Linked DNA regions of Capsicum annuum: region 2 is linked to region 1. The links are chromatin contacts, called in public Hi-C maps. All regions are on one chromosome and are shown on one strand. The core of a region is the stretch at or near the end of the contact, and the rest is flanking DNA. Distances in the headings are between cores, read along the strand shown.

Evidence for each region. Hi-C and Micro-C count contacts between places; a contact is called where the count stands out from the background.
Region 2: a Hi-C map of leaf shows a contact between it and region 1, with 2.2 times the contacts expected there. The contact joins the promoter of LOC107875252 here to the enhancer-like site in region 1. A contact is called at or near these places in 2 of 5 Hi-C or Micro-C datasets (leaf and placenta).

What each region holds. Positions count from the first base shown.
Region 1 is chr1:58,166,746-58,172,950 of UCD10Xv1.1, forward strand. It overlaps LOC124886547 (a long non-coding RNA gene), which reads right to left. Exons shown (of 2, transcript XR_007043904.1): 2 at 5,507-6,057. Among protein-coding and RNA genes, the nearest start is that of LOC124886547, 4.7 kb to the right of the region's middle. Within about 2 kb of position 3,851, at least 1 of the 5 cell types and tissues checked has an H3K27ac peak or open chromatin away from gene starts, as enhancers often do. A contact at or near this core is called in leaf, where this site is marked.
Region 2 is chr1:58,308,952-58,315,156 of UCD10Xv1.1, forward strand. It overlaps LOC107875252 (non-specific phospholipase C2), which reads left to right and starts at 2,256. Exons shown (of 4, transcript XM_047395411.1): 1 at 2,256-2,811; 2 at 4,092-4,422. The coding sequence starts at 2,395.

The sequences.
Region 1 (6,205 bases), core at 2,601-5,100:
TTTTGGAGTCATCCGCACCTGCGGTTTTTATTTGAGATTTTCATCCTTTCGGATGCTCTCGACAATTTATCACACAAAAATCATTAGTGATAAGCTCAATTCACAAAAGAAGTATATAGTATTTTACCATATCTCCGCGTGAGTTGTTGTCTAAAAAGCGAAGTCATCTTTCCATGTACCTGCTTTGGAATGAAATAATTGCCAACATAAATATGGCGGAGATTTTTGTATTTTTTTTCAAAAATTATGCAAGTCATGTTATTTTTAATACATCAAACCAAACACTACATAAGAAACATACAAACATAACTAATGCAAGCATAGCTAGCACAAGCTTTACTAATATACCATATTTTTTATTATCACTATACACTCTACAAAAACGACCCCTATTAGTTACACAAAGATGGATATCACCAAACAAATAACTAAATAAAATCATGATGTTTACTTCATGTATTATTAGGTTCTCTAATGCATACTATGAGATGATCCCTAAAGGATACTAGTGAAGAAGAGAGGTTGGACTGTAATGGCCATAATGAAGAGTAGTATGGAATAGGAAAACCATTCCAAAGTATAGCTTCATGTTTTGGATCACTATGCATGGGAGACTATTAACTAGGAAAAGGCTTTCAAGGATGGGTATGACTCAATATATAACATGCATCTTATGTGGAAGCTACCTAGAAAGTACTGACCATTTATCTTTTGAATGTGTTTTTTTCTATAGAGATAAGTTATATGTAGCCCCTTAAAATTGTTTGCATAATTTATTTGGACATTCTAACTCGATCTTGTATTTATTGAACACCTCTATTGCTTTAATTTTAAACTATTTAAATACTTTTTTAACAATCAGCTAAAATTATAAAATGAGTGAAGTACACTCACAGTGACACAGTAAAGAGAAAAATTAAATGATGACATTTTGAATGTGGATCCAAGAAAAGTTATTAAAAAATAAATCGTGAGAGAAATATATTTCTAATTTATTATCTAATTTTATAATATATAAATATATATATATATGTATGTATATATATATATATATGTATGTATGTATATATATATATATCTCCCCAAAAAGATAGCAACGACAACGACATTGGTGATGACAAAACGATAGTAGGAAGAATAAATGAAGAAGAAAGAATGAGATATAGGATTAATGTGGACGTGGCCAGGGGATTTTCCCGGAGAGAAAATGCACAGTATTAGGTGGTGTGGAGTTGGAGATTTGGAGAAAATATTACCTTGGAGAAGACAATGCCAAAGATTTTTATTTTTTTATTTGTCGACATGTCATTTTTTGATTGGATCGTAAATAAATTTTCTTGACTTCACGTGTGTCTTAGATGTGTATTATCAGCCAAAGGTGTTTTAATAGGTAATTATTTTTAATAATTGAAGTATTCAATAGGTACAAAGTCAAGTTGAAGCATCTAAGTGAATTATGTAGACAACTTTTAAGGGGTTACAGATGACTTAAGCCTTTGTTATATATGCTTAAAGAGAAAAATCAGGGCCAAATTCAAAAATAGGATTAATGATGATGATAGGCATATTATTATTAATTAACACAAAAGATATTTATCTTTCTTTAAAATAAGACACCGCAGAACCCTCATGATAGATGCTTACCTAAGATAAACCACTAAGCCACTGCAAATGGCCACCATGGCCGCTGGTCAGCCTATTTCTATCGCTGACCAGTCCACCTCACTTTAATCTTCAATAGATTTTCCTCCTCTTTTCCTGTCAAAAATTGAGTCATCAAATCCTAGTTTGCCTACCGAGCCTAATATTTTGCCTAACATGGTTGCAACAGGCAATTTTGTCTCATCATTTAAAGCTCCTATAGATAATCATCTTTTTGTACAAATAATTGAACCAATTCCTGTGAAGAAGTTGTCATACAATAATGAAATTCCCAGAGTGCAACGGACAACGGACTGAAGATGAGGTTAATAGAATGAATATTATGGAGAAATTCCGATATGCGGTAGTTAGTAAGTTCTCTTATGGTTGGTCTGAAATGAATGAACATCGGTCTAAAATACCAAACAATGCAAAGTTAAGGGATATTGCAACTATCAGCCTATTGATGAATAGACATATCTTGATTAGGTTTGATAGAGAAAAGGACTTTGTTAACATGTTATCCAAGAATGTATACTATTTTTTGGATAAAGAAGGCATTTTCTATCCGAAGCGACTCCTAATTTATGATGCTAAATTTAAAGTAAAGGAGGAGACTACTCAAATATTGGCATGATATCTTTTCTGGATTTGAAGCCTACTTTCTTTGTGAAGGAATAACTGTTTTATATTGCCTCAGCAGTCGGTAAAACTCTTTAGCTAGATTCAACTACTATTAATAAGATGATACCTAGTTGTGCTAGGATTAATGAAATACCTAGACTTAGAACCATTGAAAAACTTCATCTTTCGGTGTCACTGGGGTGGGTACGACTAGGGGCTTGAGTCGTACCCCTTGGATACGAGCCGTATCCTTCTTATCCTCCCTTATCTTACTCTAGGAAGTGTGGTGAGGGTCACTCATTATCCTAGGTACAAGTGAACCTCCCCTCAATCGTACCTAAGGATATGAGTCGTACCTAGGTAACTCGTATGGGGTAAGGTCTTAGCTTGGAATAGACTAATTTTGTTACGAGTGGAGCATACGAGTTAGGGTTATGCATGGTCGTATCCTTAACAGTGTGTGTGACCTAGGAGAAACCTAGGTACGAGTCAGGGTACCACTCGTACCCTCGGGTACGACTACTTAAGTGAGTCGTTCCCTTGGACGGGGTCAATTTTCATCTTTTAACTAAGGGCCTTGTGGTTATTTACCATGTATAAAACCCTAAACCCTCTCATTATATAAGTGTGTTTAGCCTCATAAACATCCATTTTGATGAATCAAATACCCTAAATACTCTCTCAAGCTTATCTTTGAAAAATTGGAGGCTAGAGTTTCAAGAGTGGTCATTAAGAGGCAAAAGGGAGTCAATATTCTTGGTGATTCATCTTGTTTAAAGAATGTACCTCTTACCCTTGCTAAATAACTCTAAACCCATGTATTTCACACTTGGATTAGTAAGTGTACATGTTGGTTTTGAAATCATATGAAAAGGGTTTTGTTGCTTAATGATGAATAATTATGATTTTTGCTTAGACTTATGTTTATACATGTTATTGATGGTAGTTTGCACACATGAATGCTTGTTGTATGTGGTATAACATGTGGGTATTGAGTAACCCTAGTCTTGATAATATCTACCATAAAATTAGCCTTGGTAAAGGCACGTACACAAGGTGTTTGTGAAAATGTCTAAGTGAGATGTCTAGTTACATGATGATGATGCTTTGAACTAGGTCAATGGCCCAATATGTATGGATTCTTGATAAATGATATTGTGAAGGTAAAGTGATCCATGTATTATGTAACTTATGACCTTGATGATTTGATGAATAAGAAGGGGGTTAAAGTCCCTAACATGAAAATGAACTTGAATTGTGTGTTGAACTAAATTATGGTATAAATTGCTAATGAAGTGTGAATGGCCCGTAAGGGTCTTGAGGACCATAGTTTGAATTGTATGATGAGTTGAATTAAGGCATTTGCCTATTAAAATGGTTGAGCAATGAAGGCTCCCATGAGGACCATGTGATCGTGTATGGTGTTGAATTGGCTAAATGGGTTAAAGTCCTTATGTGTGGAATTGAATGTAAATGGATGCATGGACAAAGGGTTGGAGTCCCAATATCGACTAATGATAGATGTAATGGCTTGAGGTTAAAGTCCCTTGCTTAATGAGATCGCTTGTGGTTAAAGTCCCTTGCATAATGAGATCTCATGGGATCGAAGTGCCTTGCCAAATAAATTAACTTGGGGTTAGAGTCCCCTATCTAATGTGGCATGAGGTTAGCGTCCCTTTCCTAATGTGTGAACAAGTAAGTGGTTAGAGTCCCTCACTTATATGAATGTGTGTGAGTGGTTAGAGTCCCTCACTTAAATGGATGTGTATGTGGTTAGAGTTCTTTACTTGATGATATATGAATATAGTTAAAGTCCTATTCCTAATGAAATTTTTTTGAATCTATAAGTGTGGAAGTTTGGAGTCCTTCATTGCATTTATGACGAATGAGTGCTTCCAAAGTGTTGATAAGACTTGTCCCTTGGTTAGCATGTGATGTGTCTATATGTATGGATAAGGTTATGAATGTGGTTGTATATGATATATATATTAACTTGTTATTGAATGATGATGCTATTTTATTCTTATCATTGAGTTACATACTAACGTTCTAACCGCTAACCGTCTCCGAATGCTATGTCCCCATGTAACATAGGGGCCAGAGTATCTTCTTCTCTTTCTACACAGTGATTAGGCAATCGAAGCGGTTCGTGCATTGACTTAGGAGTGGTGAGCTTCCTTACTTCAGAAGACATTCTTTCTTGGTTTCCTATCTTTAGACTTAGTCTTGTTTTGACTGGTTTGGCTATTGTCGGGGGATTGTCACGACATATACATTTCTAAACTTTGGTTTGTATAGAGGTATTGTCGATGACTGTGGACTTGGGAATATTGGTTAGTGTGATGAATCTAATGAAGCATTTAGACATGTTTAAGTTAAGACTTGTAGTGTTTTCTTCTATCTCATTATATGGTTGGGATCCACCCGAGCCATGTGATTGATGTGATGATTGTGATGGGTTATCGGGCAAACTCCGGTTCATGTGGGATTGAGGTGCCCATACGACATAGCCCTGTTTTGGGTCGTGTCAATTTAGGTGCAAATTGATCTATTATTATAATTTCCAAAGTTTGTGGAGATGGAAATTATCAATCCAACCACTAATGAGTCAAGAGTGGAATGGATTAAAATCCAATATGGTATAATCCCTAAGTATTGTAGGGGGTGAAAAATTCAAGGGCATGATGAACAAAATTATAGAATGTTGCATCTAGAATTGAAAGATAAGAAACCTAGTGTTTCTGAGGAAAATCATGAAAAGAAGATGGATAATAAAGCGACCACAGAGGTTTGAAGGGACAACAGTAAGTTCTAGAGAAGGCAATGGAATCCTACACATAGGAGGTTTGTATATGATAAGAATGCACCTGTTCAGTTTAATGATAAAGCAGTTTCTCCAACCAAAACAACTAACATTAGCAATGTTTTTACTGCACTAGCGGATGAGGAGAAAGTTACAGAGGTTTAACAAAGGAATATAGATAAGAAAAGTCAGTATGGTGTAGATAAAACACAAATTCATTCACAAGGAGATATTTCTAAAGCAACAAATAGTAAAGGGTCAAGCACACCAGAAAAATAAGTTAATACAAAGATTTTGATAGATAAAATTAATGAGAACACGTCTGAGGTGAAAAAAAAAGATGCAGCATGCCGGCAAAACGTACATTAACAACATATGAATGAAAGTATGAAACAAAAGTCTACTCAGGCGTAATATCACTCTTCCACCAAAGAATAAATCCTCAAGGCATTTGCCAATCATCATATAAAAGAATTCAGCACAGTAGAAACTTATCAAAATAAGGAAGAAGCGGAATATGAATTTGCTCCACAAAATGAACAAGAATATCAACAAGGTAAGTCCCAACAGAAAGATCAACAACTAGCTTTAGCATTGTCTAATTCAAATGACAAACTGAAGAATGATAATCAAAAAGGTATAATGAAGGAGCATCACACTAGGGGTAACAAATGTAACTTGATAGAGTTTCCAAGAACCACATCTTCAAACAAAAATCAATAGATTATGGATGATGTATCTTTGGTTAGCCATGAAGTGGATTAAGAACTCTTGTAGATGAAGGAATTAGTTGAAGCTAGATATCATGAACTATTTTAAATGATCTTAGGTGAAAAAAAAGCCATTGGATAGAGGTGAAAGCTCTGAGTTATCATTATCTCTGACAACAAAGGCATTCAATTCATCCTCGATGCGTGAGTTGCAGGAGATAATGTCTCATAAAGTACTTCAGAATAATACATGTAACAATGCAATACCTAAAGCTGAACCTGCAATTGAAGATAAAAAAGAAGATAAAAATAAGAGTGACTTAATGAAAACATGAAATAAAGTAGGAATATCTGTATAGCAACATATGAAAGAGAAGAAAGGCCAAAATAAAGGAGGCACAAAAAATAAGTCATCAAGGATGGTAAC
Region 2 (6,205 bases), core at 1,006-3,505, 140 kb after region 1:
TCATACTTTGGGACCAAATATATCCCTCTACTTTGAAAAATTGGCTAAATATATCCTTCATCATATTTTAGAGTTAAATTTATCCTTGATGTCATACTTTGGGATAAAATTTACCCTCATTGTTAAGAAACTTTTTACATGTACCATTCCTTAAATAGAAAAGTTCAAATTAATGTTAAATGTCATTTTTTTTAAAAAATAAAACAGACTCTAATCTAATTCGTCTGACCCGAGTCGAGCCACAAAAAAGATACAAATAAATATTCCCTTTTAGTTCTGTTGCTCAAATTTTTTCAACGAGATTAAGCTTCTGAATATTTATTTGTGCATAACTCATGAAAAATAAATCTGCACCAGTGCAAATACAAATAACATATATCTCCCTCAGTTCATAGATTTGCATCAGTGTAGAGCTCATAAAAAATGACATTTAGCTATCAAATATAACAGATTAGATCCACTGGATATTTTTCTGAATGATTGAGTTAAAAGGTCTTTCCAATGTTCCAACCGTGATATCTCTTCACTCTTATGTCTTTATATGCAATTTGAATCTACTAAATTTTCATTATGTCATTTGCTCAGACAACTTACGTTGATTCTAGAATCTAGATACACATAAAATTAAATACTAAAATTTTAAAATTTGAACATAACTGAATAAAAGCAGAGTTTATAATAGACATTTTCTCTAGTTCCATGCTTCTGCGTTAACCTATTTCATTCTACTTTTTGTTCATTTGTAAACAACCTATCAATGTTATTGGATGCTGAGAAAGAAGTATATTTTTTCGTTAAGAAAGTTCGACCAATAAAACTGAGAGTAAAGGGGTTATATTTGCTTGTGACCTTTTTTGTCTCGAGTTGGATCGGACGAATTAGATTAAAGTGTATTTTATTTTTAAAAAATAGGTCATTTAATGTTGATTTGAGCTTTTCTATTAAAGGAAGGACACATGTGAAAAATTTCTTAACAACGACAATAAATATGACCCCAAAATATGACATCGAGGATAAATTTGATCCAAAATATGATAAAGGATATATTCAATTTTTAAAAGTAAAAAGATAAATTTGACACCAAAATATAACAATGAGTATAAATTTAACTTCAAAATATGAAGAAGGGTATATTTAGCCTATCAAAGTAGAAAAATAAATTTGACCCTTTTCCCTTGATTTTATATTTGTAGTATTTTATGGTATTTGTAGTGATTCAATCACCTAATTCTTAATATTGGGATAAAAAAAACATAAATTTGAATTCAAGGATAAATCCTCTTTTAGAAAAATATTACAGTAAAATCTACTAGGGTACTTTGTATAAATGACAAATATTTTAAATTTTAAATGCAAACATTATCTTAAGATTAATTTAAATATTTTTAATTTCTTGACCGACGAACGAAGAATTAGTCTTACGGCTGCCGTCTATGGGAATATCTTGGGAAATCAAAAAGAAAAAAATATTTTTAATTTCATTATGTATTTAAAATATAAAGTCTTAACTCAATAAATGAATAAATATAATATTTAACTTGAATTATAATATGACATTTATTGAATTTGACAAGAAAGATAATTAATAAAAATGTCACATTTAAATGCATCCCCATCCTTTGCCGAAAAACTAATTATTATCACCAAGCCATAAATGCCCTTCCACGCTGGCCTAATTTTATCTTCTTTTTTATACTTTACCACTATGTCCATAACGTACCATTAATCTTTACTGGGAAAAATCATTTAGTAGTAAAGAAGATGAGGGTTTTATTTTGTCATTTTTGGTTTACTCACGCCGAATGAAAATTCATGTGCGGTGATCTTTTTGGCTCATGAACTAACTTTTGAACTAGAAACAAACTCAAAATCCAATTCTTTACGCCATGCAATTCAATTAATTATAATTTTGCCTACATAAGATTTGATTTGAAGTGATAAAGAAAAAATCCTCCACGATGGAAAGTTTCTTCATTTTTAAATTTGAACTTAAAAAAGGCATAAAACATAAGTATGTACGTTAATATAGTCTCCATCGACACTTACACGTCTTTCAATTTTAAATATGCATAAATTTTATAAAATTAAATAAACAAATATATGTGTCCTACATAATATAGACAGTCTCACACAAACTTAAAAACTCTAATTAAAAATAAAATCTTATTGTATCTACTCAAATCACACTATTTAGTGACTACATTAAATAAGATATTTGTGTTTCCCAGCTAACAAAGCAAGAAAACAAATACATACAAACGTGTAACTGTCCAAATCCCACCATCCCCCACTCCACTCCGCTCCCCACAGGTGCTCTATAAAATTCAGCTTCACGAGACCACATTACTGTCTTTGATACCCCCCACCCCCAACCCAAACAACATCACACTCACAATGTCATCCACAACTCCATTAGTTTTTCTAATTCTAATAGTGAACCACCACCATAATTGGGTTGCTGCTGACTCTAGCAGCCCAATAAAGACGGTGGTGGTTCTAGTAATGGAGAACAGGTCATTCGACCACATGTTAGGATGGATGAAGAAGTTGAACCCGAAAATCAATGGGGTAGACGGATCAGAATCCAACCCGATTTCAACGAGTGACCTGAATTCCCGAAAGATTTTCTTCAGGGACGGGTCACATTATGTTGATCCAGATCCGGGACATTCATTTCAAGCAATAAGAGAGCAAATATTTGGGTCAAATGATAGTACAAGAAAACCAGCAATGAATGGATTTGTTCAACAAGCTCTTTCTATGGATTCTAATATGCCTGATCAGGTCATGAATGGTTTCCAACCCGATATGGTAAGTTTCTGTTCGGACTTCGGTATTTGGTATCTGTTTAAAATTTTTACTTTGAATGTAAAAAATAATTTCTGTAATAAACGACTTCATATTCTGGGCTCAAATCTACTCGTATACCACTATCCACTACTATCACTCTTCTGTTCTTAATCCCATAATCTTTAAAATATCTGCTATTTATTCGTAATTCATCAGTTAATTTTTTATATGACCACTCAATTAATAATTTTTATTTATAAAACTTATTCAATTTTATTTTGTAATATAATAGTCACTCAATTAATCGTACTTATCTCAGAAAGTCATTCAGTTTTATTTCGTAACAAAAAATTTACTCGACTATTGGTACAACACACATAAAGAATCAATTCAAGTGATATTTACGGGAGATATGACTGACATGAAAAAAATTTTAAGCCAATTTTTTTTTAGAAAAATAAAAACATATTTATTTTAATCAACCACTAAAAGTGATCCACTTTTTTGTTTAACCGATACGAATAGCTTTTTAATTATTTCTTAATAATTTGGCATAAATATTTTTAGAATTTCATAAATAAATCAGTATAATCCGGAGAATAATGTTAGATATGTGAAAACATTCTTTAGGATTATGACGTTTGTGTTTCTCTCTCTATTGAGTTTGAATAATATGCTTGTGTATGATACTCTAGAATGAGTAGCTGCCAAATATGTACTAGACAGTTGTGTTTGTTACAGTTAACCTTATATTATTGAGTTTTTTATTGAGTTGATAATTAATAATAAAAGATGACAGTTGTTTAGTGAATTTTAACTTTTTCTTTCACTAATAATGTACCAGACATTTTCGCATAACAATATTTGTTTTGATTGTTATGTAAATTCGTGATGAATTTATAACGATAAAAAAATATTTTATATAATGATCAATTTGGGTGTGATCGAGTCGCTATCATTCTCTCTACCTTTTAATTAGCTTTACCCCTATACTTTATTTTTCTTGGACGATGGGTGGCATTATGAAACGATGGAAAATAATATAATCTATCCAACTATATAGTTCATCTAAATAATAGTAGTACAATATAAGACAATATAACTCGATACTACAATACATTATATATGAAATAATATGTGACAACCAATTAGACAAAGTGTAATAGTGAAGTTAACTTAATAGAGCGTAATAGCTTAATTACCATTTAATATAATCAATTATTATTGTACTTAATATTTGTAAAAAATTTACATATAATTATCTATTTAGTTATTTATTGCATGCATTTTTTTTCTTTCAGGTGGCTGTATACAAAACACTAGTATCGGAATTTGCGGTATTCGACCGATGGTTTGCGTCGGTGCCCGCATCGACTCAACCCAATCGTCTCTACGTTCACTCAGCCACATCTCACGGTGCTACATCAAACATTGCATCGCTATTAGCAAAAGGTTATCCACAGAGAACGATCTTTGAGAACTTAGATGATGCCGGAATAGATTTTGGAATATACTATCAGAATATTCCTGCGACTCTGTTTTACTTGAATTTGAGAAAGCTCAAGTATGTAGGAAAGTTTCATCCTTATGATATCACATTCAAAAATGATGCCAGATCAGGAAAGTTACCAGGTATGCATGTCAAATTTGTCAATTTTTTATTTTTCGAGAATCAACTTAATTAATATTTTGAATTTGAAATACTTATATTCAAACACGAAAAAATATTATAAAATATGTGTAATAAAAAAATTATACGAAAAAAATTATAATTATAAGATATAAAAAGACACATAATTTGATTATCAAAAATTGGAAATATGTCCACGACGCCACCTCAAACATCACATCGCTATTAGCCAAAGGTTATTTACAGAGAACGATCTTCAAGAACTGCCCGATGTTGGAATAAATTTTAGAATATTCCGGCGATTCGGTTTTAATTTGAATTTATTAAGAAAGCGCAAGTATGCAGGAAAGTTTCGTCCTTATGACCTCACTTTCAAAAGTAATAATGCTAAGAGCTTGTTTGAATATAAATATTTTTTTTAGTTTATGTGCTTGAAGGTTGAAATAAGTATTTATAAATTAAATAGATAAGTGTTTGAATAAAAGTATTGAAATTGGAAAAAATTATTGATATATTTAGTAAATTAGTGTTGATAAGTATTTCTTTTGTTGTTAAAATGATTTAAATGTCCTTAAAGATGTTAATAAATTAAATTATATATAATTTTTAATTGCAATAATTCAAAAACATCGGAGAAAGATGACGAGGAAACTGGAAGGAAGAGACGGAGAAAAACGATAAAGAGAAAAAGAAAGAAAAACAATATGTTTAAGGGCAGTAAAATTGGAGTATTATTAGAATTAAAGAAAAATATAAAGAATAAAAAATAAATATCTTGATCAAATTTAAAAAAAAAAAATTAATTCAAAAAGTTAAAAAACTGGAGGTGTCAGCATCTCCCTTTTTGTTTTCTTTAATCGATTTTTAACTTTTTGTAAAAAAAATTTTTATTTTATCAAAATATCTCAACTCCCCCTCCCCCCTCTTTGTGACACTTACTGATTGTTGGGACTTAATATTAATGTTTTATAATTAAATTTTATATTTAAAAATTATATGATGTGCAATTTTTCTCATATATATATTTTTTTTGACAATTAATAATTTTATTAACTACTAAGTAAACATTACAAAAGGACGGTAGATCCATAGCAGACTATCCCATCCCGTTGCTAATCCCAGAGTAGAGACATACCAGACACAATTGAAAATTTTAAAATTTGATAGTAAATTTATAAATAAAATTTATATATTTAAAAATTACAGAAAAAGAATGACAAATCATAACAATTAACTTTAAGGGGTCGTTTGGCGTGAGTATAAGGATAAATAACTATGAAATAATAATAAAAGACTATTTTATTCTATATTTGATGTGAGGTATTAGTTAGTATCAGAATTATTTATCCTGTCACCATAGTGATGAGATAAGTTATTCCATATATATTGTGAAATAACTATTTTTGGAATAACTAATTTTGGGATTGTAGAAAAATTAGAACCAACTTTGGGAAATTTTCTTGATGATCTTTATTATGTGTGAACCAATGTATATATATACATGTATCTTATGCAAGAAACTAAATAATAAAAACACATGTATCTTGTGCAAGAAGCTAAATAATAAAAACACAAAGCTAATTAATAAAACAACAAAAGAAATATCTAAACACTTGTATCTTGTCTTGATATTTTTTCTTTATTCTCAACATCCCCTCTCAAGATGGAGGGGATCGAAGTGAATCCCATCTTGGCAAGAAAGCGGTAGTACGATGGTCCAGAAAAGAATTTTGTGAATATGTCGGCAAGTTGATCCTTTGAAGGGAGATAATGAAGAGAAATGAG